Regions from separate parts of the Pan troglodytes genome. Here region 1 is linked to region 2. The links are chromatin contacts, called in public HiChIP or PLAC-seq maps. All regions are on one chromosome and are shown on one strand. The core of a region is the stretch at or near the end of the contact, and the rest is flanking DNA. Distances in the headings are between cores, read along the strand shown.

The links. HiChIP or PLAC-seq counts read pairs in DNA pulled down with a chosen protein or histone mark.
Region 1: a contact with region 2 is called in an H3K4me3 HiChIP or PLAC-seq map of stem cell-derived excitatory neurons, with 5 times the contacts expected there. The contact joins the promoter of COG7 here to the promoter of SCNN1G in region 2. A contact is called at or near these places in 4 of 7 Hi-C or Micro-C datasets (blood, induced pluripotent stem cells, a lymphoblastoid cell line and 1 more), 1 of 1 datasets of contacts at active chromatin or transcription factors (stem cell-derived excitatory neurons) and 1 of 1 other capture datasets (stem cell-derived neural stem cells).

The regions. Positions count from the first base shown.
Region 1 is chr18:26,064,769-26,071,722 of NHGRI_mPanTro3-v2.0_pri, forward strand. It overlaps COG7 (component of oligomeric golgi complex 7), which reads right to left and starts at 5,027. Exons shown (of 17, transcript XM_510875.8): 1 at 4,647-5,027. The coding sequence starts at 4,815. LOC129137408 (a long non-coding RNA gene) reads left to right here and starts at 4,826. Exons shown (of 2, transcript XR_008539992.1): 1 at 4,826-4,948.
Region 2 is chr18:25,793,829-25,801,043 of NHGRI_mPanTro3-v2.0_pri, forward strand. It overlaps SCNN1G (sodium channel epithelial 1 subunit gamma), which reads left to right and starts at 5,540. Exons shown (of 12, transcript XM_016929627.3): 1 at 5,540-5,649.

The sequences.
Region 1 (6,954 bases), core at 3,777-6,276, 270 kb after region 2:
ATCTTGCATAAAAATAAATGAAGCTTTAAACCTATGAAGGCTACCTGCTGCCTAAGGGATAAAAGCCAAACTCCCAAGGCTGGCCAGAAAGGTCTTTCGCAGGCTGATCCCGATCTATTTATCTGCCTCATCTTCAGTTACATTTCCCCTACAAAAGTGTGATTCTCTAATAATAACACTACTAATTATCTTGTCTCACTCTGTCCCCCGCATTGGAGTGCAGTGGTGCAATCCTAGCTCACTGCTGCCTCGAACTTCTGGGCTCAAGCAATCCTTCCGAGTAGCTGGACTACAAGCATGAACCACCATGCTGGCTAGTTTTTTAATTTTTTGTAGAGATAGGGTCTTGCTATGTTGTCTAGGCTGGTCTGGAACTGCTGGTCTGGAACTCCTGGCCTCGAGCAATCCTCCCACTTCAGCTTCCCAAAGCACTGAGATCACACCCAGACTGTTTACTGATATTATTCATGCAGCTCTGTTTGAACTTCTCACCTTTCCCTGGACTATGCCTTCTTATAGCCACACTCCTGTGCATATGTTACTCTCTCTCTCTCTTTAATACCAAGGAAGTAGTGAAATATAATGGTTAAGGGCCTGGGCTCTGGAGCCAACTGTCTGGGTTCAGTCCAGCCTCCCCATTCATTAGGAACATGATGCTGAGCAAGTTACTTAACTTCTCTCAACCTCAGTTTCTACAAGTCTACAGTGGACATAATAACTGTGCCTACCTCTAAGGATAACTGTCAGGTTTAAATTAGATAACCATGCCCAAAAGCAGGTACTATTCACATTTAGGCCAGGACAATTCTTCACTGTGCAGGACTGTACCAAGCACTGCAGGACATTAAGCACCATTGGGTCCTCCCACTGAATGTCTTATGTCTGAATGCCACTGAATGTCACCCCTTTAATGCAACAACTAAAAAAGCTCCCACAGCCAGGCGCAGTGGCTCACGCCTATAATCCCAGCACTTTGGGAGGCCGAGGCGAGTGGATCACAAGGTCAGGAGATCGAGACCATTCTGGCTAACAAGGTGAAACCCCGTCTCTACTAAAAATACAAAAAATTAGCCGGGCGTGGTGGCGGGCGCCTGTAGTCCCAGCTACTCGGGAGGCTGAGGCAGGAGAATGGTGTAAACCCTGGAGGCAGAGCTTGCAGCGCGTCGAGATCACGCCACTGCCCTCCAGCCTGGGCGACAGAGCGAGACTCCGTCTCAAAAAAATTAAAAAAAATAAAATAAAATAAAAAATAAATAAAATAAATAAAAAAGCTCCCACAGTCCAGGTGCAATAGCTCATGCCTGTAATCCCAGCACTTTGGGAGGCCGAGGCAGGCAGATCACCTGAGGTTGGGAGCTCGAGACCAGCCTGACCATCATGTAGAACCCATCTCTACTAAAAATACAAAATTAGCCAGGCATGGTGGTGCATGCCTATACACCCAGCTACTCGGGAGGCTGAGGCAGGAGAATTGCTTGAACCCGAGAGGCGGAGGTTGCAGTGAGCCGCGATCACGCCATTGCACTCCATCGCACTCCATCCTGGGCAACAAGATTGAAACTCCATCTCAAAAAAAAAAAAAAAACCTCCCACCAATTTCCAAATATTCCCTGTTCCTGAGGGCAGGAACAAGGATAAGGGGAGGCGAGGAAAGCATTGCAACCCATGTTTCAGAATCACTTAGTTAATACATATAGAGCACTAAAAAGAGTGTCTGACATGTACCAAACCTCATATATGTGCTATTATATCATTATTATTATTATTTTTGAGACAGAGTCTCACTCTGTCACCCAGGCTGGAGTGTAGTGGTGGGATCTCTGCTCACTGCAACTTCTGCCTCCTGGGTTCAAGTGATTCTCCTGCCTCAGCCTCCTGAGTAGCTGGGACTACAGCGCATGTCACCACATCCACCTCTAATTTTGTATTTTTAGTAGAGATGGGGTTTCACCATGTTGACCAGGCTGGTCTGGAACTCCTGACCTCAGGTGATTCTCTCGCCTCAGCCTTCCAAAAGTGCTGAGATTACAGGCATGAGCCACTGCGCCCAGCCAATTTGCTATTATATTATTATTAATGTCCTTTCCTCTTTGCCCTACAAAGTTTTCCTTCAAGGTCTAACACAGGGCAAGTGCTTTATGATTCTCCTAAACAAGACGTAACTGCACCCTCCTGCCAGTTCTCACAACTCCAGATTCTATTCTGAGTAAAGCCATCTGTCATTGTAATTTACTGTTTCTATCTTCCCCACAGGCAGCAAGCTCGAGCAAGATAAACTTTTCCTCCCCACTGCCCATTTCTGGACACATGCATAGTAGATGCTCAATAATTAGTAAAAGATGCAAGGTACAATAAAGAATAAGGGCTGGGCGCGGTGGCTCACGCCTGTAATCCCAGCACTTTAGGAGGCAAAGGCTGGAGGATCGCCTGAGCTCAGGAGTTTGAGACCAGCCTGGACAACATAGTGAGACCCCATCTCTACAAAAAATCAAAAAATTGTGCCATCTGGCATGGTGGCACAAGCCTGTGGTCCCAGTTATTCAGGAGGCTGAGGCAGGAGAATTCCTCGAGCCCGAGAGGTGAAGCTGCAGTGAGCAGTGACCACACCACTGCACTGTAGCCTGGGTGACAAAGTGAGACCCTGTCTCAAAAAAAAAAAGAAAGAAAGAAAACAATCTGCAGTGAAATAGAGCCCCCTCCCTACCTTTTCTTAAACAATGGGCACATCTGGCCGGGCACAGTGGCTCATGCCTGTAATCCCAGCACTTTGGGAGGCCGAGGTGGGTGGATCACCTGAGGTCAGGAGTTCAAGATCAGCCTGGCCAACATCATGAAACCCCGTCTCTACTAAAAATACAAAAATTAGCCAGGGGTGGGGCACGCACCTGTAATCCCAGCTACTCAGGAGGTAGAGGCAGGAGAATAACTTGAACTCAGAAGGGGGAGGTTGCAGTGAGCTGAGATGGCGCCACTGCACTCCAGCCAGGGGGAAAGAGCGAGACTTCGTCTCAAAAAAACAAACAAAAATGGGAACATCTCTTGGACTATCCACTCCCAGTGGAAGCAGTCTGTTTGGTCTTTCCATCTGAGCCTAGGAGAGAGACTTGTGTGCAGTATGTACTGAATCAACACACAGTGAATCAACACACGGTGAATAAAAGTCAAGTTGAGGAGTTACATGAAATGGTTGCCAGTGCATGTTATTTTTTATAATTTAACTTATCCTCAACAAATGGTTTAGGCCAGGCGTGGTGGCTCACACCAGTAATCCTAGGGCTTTGGGAAGCCAAGATGGGAGGATCACTTGAGGTCAGAAATTTGAGATCAACCTGGGCAACATAGTGCGACCTTGTCTCTAAAAAAAAATTTTTTTTAATTAGCCAGGCATGGTGGCACATGCCTATAGTTCCAGTTACTTGGGAGGCTGAGGCGAGCGGACTGCTTGAACCCAGAGTTTGAGGCTGCAGTGAACTATGATGGTATCACTGCATTCCAGCTTGGGCAGCAGAATGAGGAATGAGACCCTGTCTCAAAAAAAAAAAAAAGGGTTTAAGTCTCCACTGAGACCAGCCTATCTTCCTCAGCTGAAATAAAATCCACTAAAACAATGTTTTCCAGATCTGTGTCATTCTCTTACACCTATACTATAATACGTTTTTTCCAGATATAAGGATCCGTTGGCTATTCTTTCATACTCTCAAAATTCACTTTTTTTTTTCTTTTTACAGTTTATTGTTTGGTACAAAACAGGCTCTTTAACTCTTTGAATAAACATCTCACAGACTCGTGCTCCTAGATTACAAAAAGTCAAAGCCAATTTTCTTTGACACTGGGCTCTTGACTCTGAGATTCAAGTCACTATAACAGAAACTGGAGTTGTTGTATCTTATGTTCTGGAAGGTGCCTCAACAAAGACATGTTAAGAACTGGTTAAAACTTCTAGCATTTAAAAAGATCCATCTTGTCTTCCAGTGCCTATGGATAATAATAAAAAGGGAATCCCAGAGATCTGCTATTGAATTATTTAGAGAAGAGCTACTGCAATAAGATCCACTCTTTTAAGTTCCAAAAGGAAACTTCAGGCCAGATGTGGTGGCTCACAGGTATAATCACAGCACTTTGGGAGGCCAAGACTGGAAAACCCATTATGCCCAGGAATTTGAATTTGAGACCAGCCTGGCAACACAGTGAGATCCCATCTCTACAATTTTTTTTTAAACAAAATTTGTGGGGCGTGGTGGCTCGCGCCTGTAGTCCTAGCGATTCGAGAGGCGAGAGGATCGCTTGAGTGCAGGAGTTCGAGGCTGCAGTGAGCTATGATCGAGCCACTGCACTGTAGCCTGGGCAACAGAGAGAGACCCTGTTTCAAAAGAAAAAAACAAAGAGAAAGAAAGAGAAGAAAAAGGAAACTTATAGCCCAGCCAGAGGAGGAAAAACAACACCCAAAATTAGCAAGTGTTCAAGACAGCCCGGCAGCCAGCTGAGACTCCCGCTGACGTGATCAGGAGTTCGGGGCTTGCTCTTTTGCCGAGGGTATTTGCTGTCCATGCGTGCCCCGCCCACCTGAGTGCCTCACGCAAGTTCGGTGACCTCTGCCCAGCCGAGAGGAGGAGAGGGTCCCGCGGCCAGGGCCCCGAGCGGCTCACCCTCCACGGCGTGGTTCACCTCTTGGATGAACAGCTGCAGCTTCATCACCAGGGTGGCTGCGTGGCCATCCGCCTTCCCGGACGCCGCCTCCTTGGAGCCGGCCCTGAAGGCCGCATTGATCCACTCCTTCACGTCGAAGTCGTCTGCCAGGAACTTGGAGAAGTCCATGGCGGAACTGCCTCAGGCCTGGCGTCCAGAACTTAAGAGTTGGCTCCGGGCGGCAACGGGGATGCAGAAGCGAGCGAGCCTGCGAGAGCACCGAGGCTAGCCTCCGAGGCGAACCCCAGAAACGCCAGGACGGGTAACTTGCCCCTTTGCACTTCCCCGCTCAGCCCACTCAGGTTGCGGCTGGGAATGACCCTCGCCGGCCGCCGTTCTTCTTCCGGAAGTCGTTGGCCGTTACCATAGTGACTGTAGGCGTCCGGAGCGCTGAGCAGAGCTGGGTGTGGGAAAACGCCCCGGACTGAGAGCTCCCGGCACCGACAAATATCCCATGTCTGCTAACATTTGCCGAGGACTAAACTATATGCTTACTATAAAGCCCTGACATACATTAGCGCATTTACGCGGTGGCTCGCGCCTGTAATCCCAGCTCTTTAGGAAGCTGACGCGGGAGAATCGCTTGAGGCCAGGAGTTCTAGGACAGCCTGGGCAACAGTGGAGCGCAGTGGGCAGCAATGGAGTGCAATTGAACGATCTCTGCTCACTACAGCCTCAAATTCCTGGGCAATTGAACGATCTCAGCTCACTGCAGCCTCAAATTTCTGGGCTCCAGCGATCCTCCCACCTCAGCCTCCAGAGTAGCTGGGACTACAGGCGCGCGACAACACTCCCGGCTATTTCTTTCTTTTTCTTTCTTTCTTTCTGAGACGGAGTCTTGCTCTGTCGCCCAGGTTGGAGCGAAGTGACGCGATCTCGGCTCACTGCAACCTCCGCCTCCCAGGTTCAAGCGAGTGTCTTGCCTCAGCCTCCCGAGTAGCTGGGATTACAGGCGCGTGCCACCACGCCCGGCTACTTTTTGTATTATTAGTAGAGATGGGGTTTCACCACGCTGGCCAGGCTGGCCTCAAACTCCCAACCTCAGGTGATCCGCCTGCCTCGGCCTCCCAAAGTGTTGGGATCACAGGCGTGAGTCACTGCGCCTGGCCTAATTATTTTCTTAATGATGTGTTTTGAGGTGCAGACCTTTTAAAGTTTGTTAAGTTCCTTATCACCTTTTTTTAATGGATCATGCTTTTGGTGTTGCGGCTGAGAAATCTGTGCATAACCCATAATCACAAACAATTTCTCAGCCTGGGCAACATCGGAAGACCCCGTCTCTGCAAAAAAATTAAAAATTAGCTGAGTGTGGTGGCGCACACCTGTAGTCTCAGCTACTCGAGAGGCTGGGGTGAGAGGATTGCCTGAGCCCAGGAGGTCGAGGCTGCAGTGAGCTGTGATCACGCCACTGCACTCCAGCCTGGGTGACAGAGCGAGACCCTGTCTCGAAAAGAAAAGAAGAAAAGGTAGGGGAAGGTATGAGGGTATTCTTTAGGTTCTAAGTTTTTATGTTGTTTCAAGAGTGGGACCAACCCAAGGGGGAGGACAAGATGTCATCCTTGGAAACCCTACAGGGGACAGTTTTCCAGGTTGGCCTGCCATTGGGGTATGAGTGGCTGGCTGCCATCTCCAGGCCTGATAATCTCTCGTTTTTCATTGGCATCTCCCTTGGTTTGTCTCATTCTTCTGGGTTGAGTAGGTTTTAACTGGGGTAACCCTTCTGCTAGGAGTCCCAATTATTTGGGGGGAGGGGAGAGGAGGGAAGGGGAGAGGAGGGGAGCAATGCGGGGAGGGGAGACGAGGGGAGGCGAGGGCAGCAATCTGATACTGTAAGTCCTCTTACTTTGTTCTTGTTAAAAATTTAGGCAGGACGCAGTGGCTCATGCCTGTAATCCCAGCACTTTGGGAGGCCGAGGCAGGCGGATGATGAGGTCAGGAGTTTGAGACCAGCCTGACCAACATGGTCAAACCCCATCTCTACTAACAATAAAAAAATTAGCTGGGCATGGTGGCACGCGCCTGTAATCCCAGCCACTCAGGAGGCAGAGGCAGGAGAATCGCTTGAACCTAGGAGGCAGAGGTTGCAGTGAACCGAGATCCGCCACTGCACTCCAGCCTGGGCAACAGATCGAGACTCCATCCCCAAAAAAAAAAAAAAAAAAAAAAATCCTGCTGGGATTTTGACAGGGATTATGTTGAACTGTTGAATTGTTGGATTAATTTTAGGAGAATTGCCATCATGACAATATTGACTGTTCCAATCCATAG
Region 2 (7,215 bases), core at 4,290-6,789:
CAAGAAAGACTTTCCTTGTCTTCAACAAGGAAGACCTTGTTGATTGCTTCTTAGAACCCTCCCATCTGACTACATAATATAAATGTGATCCTGGAAATGTGAGTCCCTTTGACCCCACACCTGACTCATATTAGCCTTAGGTCCTATGAAGATAATTTGGTAAACTTTGGGTCTTATTGAGATATCTGGTCGGGCGCGGTGACTCACACCTGTAGTCCCAGCACTTTGGGAGGCTGAAGTAGGTGGATCACTTGAAGTCAGGAGTTCGAGACCAGCCTAGCCAACACAATGAAACCCCGTCTCTACTAAAAATACAAAAGAAATAGCCTGACGTGTTGGAGCATGCCTATAATCCCAGCTACTCAGGAGGCTGAAGCACGATAATTACTTGAACCCAAGAGGCAGAGATTGCAATGAACTGAGATCACGCCACTGCACTCCAGCCTGGGTGACAGAGACAACATCTAAAAAAAAAAAAAAGAGAGAGAGAGCTAGGATCAAGGAGAGTCTATTTCCCTGTCAGAGTTCTAATTACCTGTTATCCCTTTAAATAGCTCAGGGCCCTCCCTGTTGTCATTTGGCATATAAAAATGTTGCCCAGATTTGTAGATATTCATCTGGGACTAGATATGAAATACACTCACTTTAAGAAACAGAAGAAGGCATCATCACATCCAAGTGGGAAGATAGGATTTTTATTCTCTATATTAGTTGGGACTTTTTTGGTTTTGAGTGAGATAAACAACTCAAAATGTCCTAAACACGATAGCAAGTTTATTGGCTCATATGACTAAGAATTCCAGAAGGTAGACCCAGCTGTAGGCAGTGCTGGGTCCAGAGACTTGCTGGAACCCTCTCCATCACTGGGCTCTGCTTTTATTTGTGTTGGTTTCACTCTAAGGCCCTATGTGATACTTTCCACAGCCCTTGGATCACACAGTCCTTTCTGCTAGAAGTCCCAATAAAAAGAGACATCCTCCTTTGCAATATTCTAGACAAATTCTTGGGTGGGTGTGACTCTCAGACTCTCACTGGATTGAATTTCTGTCTGTACCCACTCCTGAGCAAAAGACTGTAACCTAAAGGCCAGGCACGGTGGCTCATGCCTGTAATTCCAGCAATTTAGGAGGCCAAAGTGGGTGGATCACCTGAAGTTAGGAGTTTGAGACCAGCCTGGCCAACATGGTGAAACCCTGTCTCTACTAAAAAAAAAAAAAAAAATTATGCGGGCGTGGTGGTGTGCACATGTAGTCCCAGCTACTTGGGAGGCTGAGGCAGGAGAATCACTTGAACCCAGGAGGCGGAGGTTGCAGTGAGCCGAGATAGCACCACTGCATTGCAGCCTGGATGACAAAGTGAGATTCCATCTCAAAAAAAAAAAAAAAAGACTATAACCTGAGTGACAAGATAAGCTGATTTGCTAGAGCCAGAGATGGGGGTCAACCTAAGTTGAACCACATGAATGAGGATGGGGGGTGTGGATAGGATTGAATGGTTCTCCAAAGGAAATTCAGGGATGTCTCTATAATAAAAAGAATGGATATTGGCAGAAAAACAAGCAAATGGCTTCTACACCATTGCTCTCGACAAGCAAGTCTAAAATCTTAGTATTTAGGGGGCAATGTAAGTCTCATCTATATTGCTTTTTCCTAAGTGGACCAGAAGTGTTTTTTTGAAAACAAAGGGAAATGTTGGTTCACTTGTTTTAAGGTTTCTTCCTCACTTACAGCCACATGATCTGAGAATTTCCCATTTACCAGTAGTGGTGAATCTCTTCAGTCATATTTGTTTTACCCATTCCTGCCCTCACGGTGTTAGCTGATTGGACCAGGAATGAATACACCTGAGCCAAAGAAACTAGCTCATTGGCAGGCCAGTGGCCAATCAAATTTATCTTCAGGACTCATGAGACTAAGACAGGCTTTGAAAACTCAAGAAAGCCCACAAAATCCTCTGCCAGGCACACTGACTTACACCTGTAATCCCAGCACTTTGAGAGGCCAATGCGGGTGGACTGCTTGAGCCCAGGAGTTCAAAACCAGCCTGGGCAATATAGAAAGACCTCCATCTCTACAAAACCCACAAAATTTATCTGGGTGTGGCAGTGCATGCCTATGTTCCCAGCTACTCTGGAGGCTGAGGGGGAAGGATCACCTGGGCCCGGGAGGTGGAGGTTGCAGTAAGCCGAGATTGCACCACTGCACTCCAGCCTGGGTGACAAAGCCAGACCCTGTCTCAAGTAAAAATAAAAATAAAAAAAAGACCACAAAATCCTCCTCCTGAGAGATCCAGACCTTTCCTGGTTCCCATTCTCCTGAGACCCTCTGTGTTTCTTTGGATTCTGTAAAGGAGCCCTGCCTGCATCCATTTAATAATTTATTGATTCTGCTTGAGCTAATTTGAGTCTGTTTCTGTTGCCTGAAACCAAATGACTTTGCTAAGGCTAGGTTCGGTCATAGTCATATGCAAGGATGGCACAGAGGCCAGCGAAGGTGAAGCAGAGTATGCGAGTGTGAGTAGGAAGAGACGAGGGCAGAGGGACAACAGGGTCAGATGATGGAGGGCCTTGCAGATGACCATAAGGATTTTGGCTTTCATTATAAATGAAGCAAGAAGCTACTGAATGGGTTTAAATAGAGAAATGGCATGATCTAACCTTAATTCAATAAGAATCTCTTTGGCTGGCTTATTGACAAGAGGCTGTGGAGGGCAGAATTAGCAAGATTAGTGAGGAGCCTATGGCAATGATTCGGGTGAGAGACAATGATCAATTGGAGCATGGTGGTGGCCCCAGAGGTGGGGAGAAGTAGATTCTAGGTATATTTTATAAATCTGAACACTGATGCTTCAAGAAGGAGAGGACGTTGCCTATGGTCTTATGATGACAGGAGTGGTTTAGAGGCAATACCACTCTGTACTGAAGAATCAGATGGTGTTGGTCATAGGAGTGTACACATTTACCAAAACTCCTTGACTTGTACATTTTGGGCCAGGTGCAGTGGCTCATGCCTGCAATCATAACACTTTGAGAGGCCAAGGCAGGCAAATTTCTTGAGGCCAGGAGTTCAAGACCAGCCTGGGCAACATAGTGAAATTCCATCTCCACAAAAATAAAAAATTAGCCAGGCATGGTGGCACAAACCTCTAGTCCTAGCTACTATTTTGTAATCTGAGGCAGGAGGATTGCTTGAGCCCAGGAGTTGGAGGCTGCAGTGAGCTATGATCACACCACTGCATTCCACCCTGGGTGACAGAGCAAGACCTTGCCTCAAAAACAAACAAACAAAAAAATTGTGCGTTTCACTGTATATAAATTTTAACTTGATTTTTAAAAAAGTCAATCTAGCCTAATTCCATGCCTATAATGCCAGCACTTTGGGAGGCTGAGATGGGTAGATCCCTTGAACTCGGGAGTTCAAGACCAGCCTTGGAAACATGGTGAAACCCCTTCTCTACCAAAAAAAAAAAAAAAAAAAAAAATTAGCTGGGTATCGGTGGCATGCACCTGTGGTCCCAGCTACTTGGGAGGCTGAGGTGGGAGGATCCTTGGAGCCACAGGAAGTTGAGACTGCAGTAAGCCATGATCATGCCACTACATTCCAGCCTGGGTGACAGAGCAAGACCCTGTCTCAAAATAAATAAATAAATAAATAATTTAAAAGACAAAAAGAAGAAAAAGCTGGCTTTATTTTGCAGTGAGAATATAACTGTGTATTGTCATTCAAAACAAACATAGAATTTGAACAGTGTGTGTTTCAAAATCCCATTATATATGTATGTGTATATATATAAAACTAATATGTGTGTGTGGACACACACACATACACACACACCAAATAATAACCAAACTGTTAGCCATGCTTATTTGGGGAGGGGTGGGGGCACAGTTTATTGTTTTAATTCTTTGCAATGAGCATATAGTGTTAGAAGAAGCAGCTGAGACTTTTTAGAGGATTTTCTTTAAATTTCTCTCCAATAATGCTGGACCTGTTTCCATCCACCTGGGCAAACAGCCCTTGGACCAGCAACCATGGCATCTCCTAGGAATTTGGAAATTCGGACTCTTAAGACCCACTCCACCCCTATCGAGTCAGAATCTGCATTTTAACAACATCCATAGGTGATTGTAACCACATTCAAATCTGAGAAGCTCTAGGTAAGAACAGATCCTTTCCTCTCTCTGGGCTTCAGTTTCTCCCCGGCACAAAGGGGCTGTGTCTGTATGGTCCCTCCCAATTGCAGTTTTCTAATCTCGTTTCTTGTAGTTATCTGAGTCCCTATAAAAAGGCAGCTGAAGCCAGGAAAGGTGGCTTACCTCTGTAATTCCAGCTATTTGAGACGCTGAAGCGGGAGGCTCGCTTGAGCCCAGTAGTTGGCAGCTACAGTGAGCTATGATTGCAGCACTGCACTCCAGCCAAGGTGACAGAGGGAGACCCTGTTAAAAAAAGAAAGAGAGAAACAGAGGAAAGAAAGAAAGAAAAAGAAAGAAAGAAAGAAAAAGAGGAGGGAGGGAGGAAGGAAGGAAGGGAGAGAGAGAAAGAAGAAAGAAAGAGGGAGGGAGGAAGGAAGGAAGGCAAGCAAGCAAGAAAGGAAGGAAGGAAGGAAGGAAGGATGGAAGGTGGGCGGGCGGGAAGGCAGGCAGGCAGGCAAGGAAGGAAGGAGGAAAGAAAGGAAAGAAAGAAAGAGAAAGAAGGACAGGCCAGGCGCGGTGGCTCACACCTGTAATCCCAGCACTTTGGGAGGCCAAGACGTGTAGATCACCTGAGGTCAGTAGTTTGAGACCAGCCTGGCCAACATGGTGAAACCGCGTCTCTACTAAAAACACAAAAATTAATCCGGGCATGGTGGCGCGCGCCTGTAATCCCAGCTACTTGGGAGGCTGAGGCAGGAGAATTGCTTGAACCCGGGAGGCGGAGGTTGTAGTGAGCTGAGATAGCGTCATTGCACTCCAGACTGGGCGACAGAGCGAGACTCCGTCAAAAAAAAAAAAAAAAAAAAGAAGGAAAGAGGAAAAGAAAGAAAAAGGAAGGAAGGAGGAAAGAACGAAAGAAAGAGAAAGAAGCAGCTGAAAAGGTCAAAGGATGAGTGGCCTTGCTGAACAGCCCCTGCTGCCTACAGCCGGACGCTGGTGGGCACTGAAGCTGCAGGTCTGGAGGGAGTCCGAGGAGCGAGGCTGCGTGGGATTCCTGCTGGTGCCAGGGCAGGCGCCTGCCATCTGGACGAGAGTGGAAGGAAGTCGCGGGGCAGTAATAGGGGGCGGCAGGCGCTTTGAGGCGCCTTGGGGTAAGTGCCGCAGAGACCCAGCGGGAATGCAGGATGGCAGGGCGGCCTCGGGGCGGCAGCAGGCACTGCGCAGTGGCCCAGGAAGGCGCAGCGCAGCCGGGCTGGGGCGCAGGGCGGCCTCGGGGCGCCAGGGGGCGTTGTGAAGTCGTGGCCCGCTCCGGGCGGTCTCAGGTGCCTGGCGGCCTGGGGAAAGCACCTGGGCAGGTGGGGGCGGGGCCTGGGGAGGCGGGGCCCTAGGGGGCGGGGCCAGGCCGGCCCACAAGAGCCCGCGGTGGTGCTGCCAGGGGATGCTAGCCCAAGAGCGAGCAGAGGAGCAGCGCACCCGGATCGCTCATTCACGAGCCTTGGACCCTTTGGAACCGAAAGGTGAGTTCAGCCGGGTTGGGTCGGACCAGCTCGGGGGTTCTGGGCACTGGAGCGGCTGCCAGGCGCCAGGGCGTCGGACGCCGTCAGCGCGGTGGGTGGCCGAGCCAGCATCAGCCGGTGGCGGCTTCCCGGTGCCCGGGATGCTGGGACATCTTGCCCGGGCGGTAGCCGCCAGCTCTCCGGGGTCTACCCACGCCGTGGCCCGGAGCACAAAGCCAGTCGAGAGCCACTCAGAGTCCGGGGGTCTGGGGGTCCCGGGCCACACCTGGCCTCTTTTCTCCGCCCAGCGCCTGTTCAGCTCCCTTCCGTGCCGGGTTGAGTCGCGTGGACCTGTCCGCTACTGTTCCTTCTACCCTCTGGAATGCTTTCTCCGGGGTGACTTGGTGCAGAAAGAAGCAAACACTTGAAGTGGGCTGGTTGGATTCGCTCCAGCGCCTTCAGCCGGCGCTCCCCCGGGGCAGACGTGGCTTCCGCCACAGGACAGCGCCCGCTCGCTCCGCGCAGGGAGGGCAGGGCTGCGGGGTCGCTCGGCAGGAGCTCGGGTCAGGGCCCTGAGGTTGAGTTCAAGTGATTTCTGCACAGGACTCGCCCTTCGGGACGGGCACTGATCGGGAACTCTCCGGTCCAGCGAACCCAACGCTAGACTTGGGGCAAATCTCTCATCCCTCTCCAAGCTTTGGGGTCCTGCACTGTGGGATGGGGGACAGGCAAAGTCGGTGGTAGGTGAGGAGGGGGTACACGGAGCCGCTGCGATGAGCCAGGGCCCTGGAATTCTAAAGAATCCTTCAAATCCTTTCTACCTGTGTGGTCTTGGGCAAATTACCTAACCTCTGTGCCTCAGTTTCCTTCTCTGTGAAATGGGCCAAGTAATAGCACCTCATATAACTGTAGTGAGGATTAAACCAGGTAGTGTGTGAAAAGGACTGAGTGGGATGCCTGGGAGTACAGAAAGGGATCAATAAGTGATAGCTGCCATTATTGCTGCTTTCCCTGCTGCCGTTATTATTATTAATGATTGAGGAGCAGCCTAGTTAGTCGTTAAAGGGACTCCTAGGTGCAAATCCCAGCTCAGCCACTTTCTAGTGTGACCTCGGGCAAGCTACTTAACCTGTCAGCGTCTGTTTCATTTGTACAATGGAGGTGGTTGTGATACCTACCTCAGACGATTATCATGAAAATTAAATGAGGTGACAGCTGCAAAGTACTTAGAAGAGTAAGTGCTGGGTATCAGCTAGTAATTCTTCCACCAAGGGTATCACATTGGCTCAGGCTGCATAATCTAATGGTAGCTACAGTCTTGTTTTGCTTTGAAGTTGAAATATTATTTATATGAATATTTTATCTGTTTTGCAAAGAGCAAGATCGGTTCCCTTCCTTCACTTGAGGCTCCTCTGACATTGTCGACTGATCCATTGGGGTCAAGGTCGGTTCTGGGGAAGGGGCTGATGGGGCAGAGGTACCCCTGAGAGCTGGGGATAGGAGCTTCCAGTATCACAGCTTCTGTTGAGCATTCACAGAGGAGGGCTGCAGTTTTATTTGACAAGCAATTGAACCTGGACCTAGATT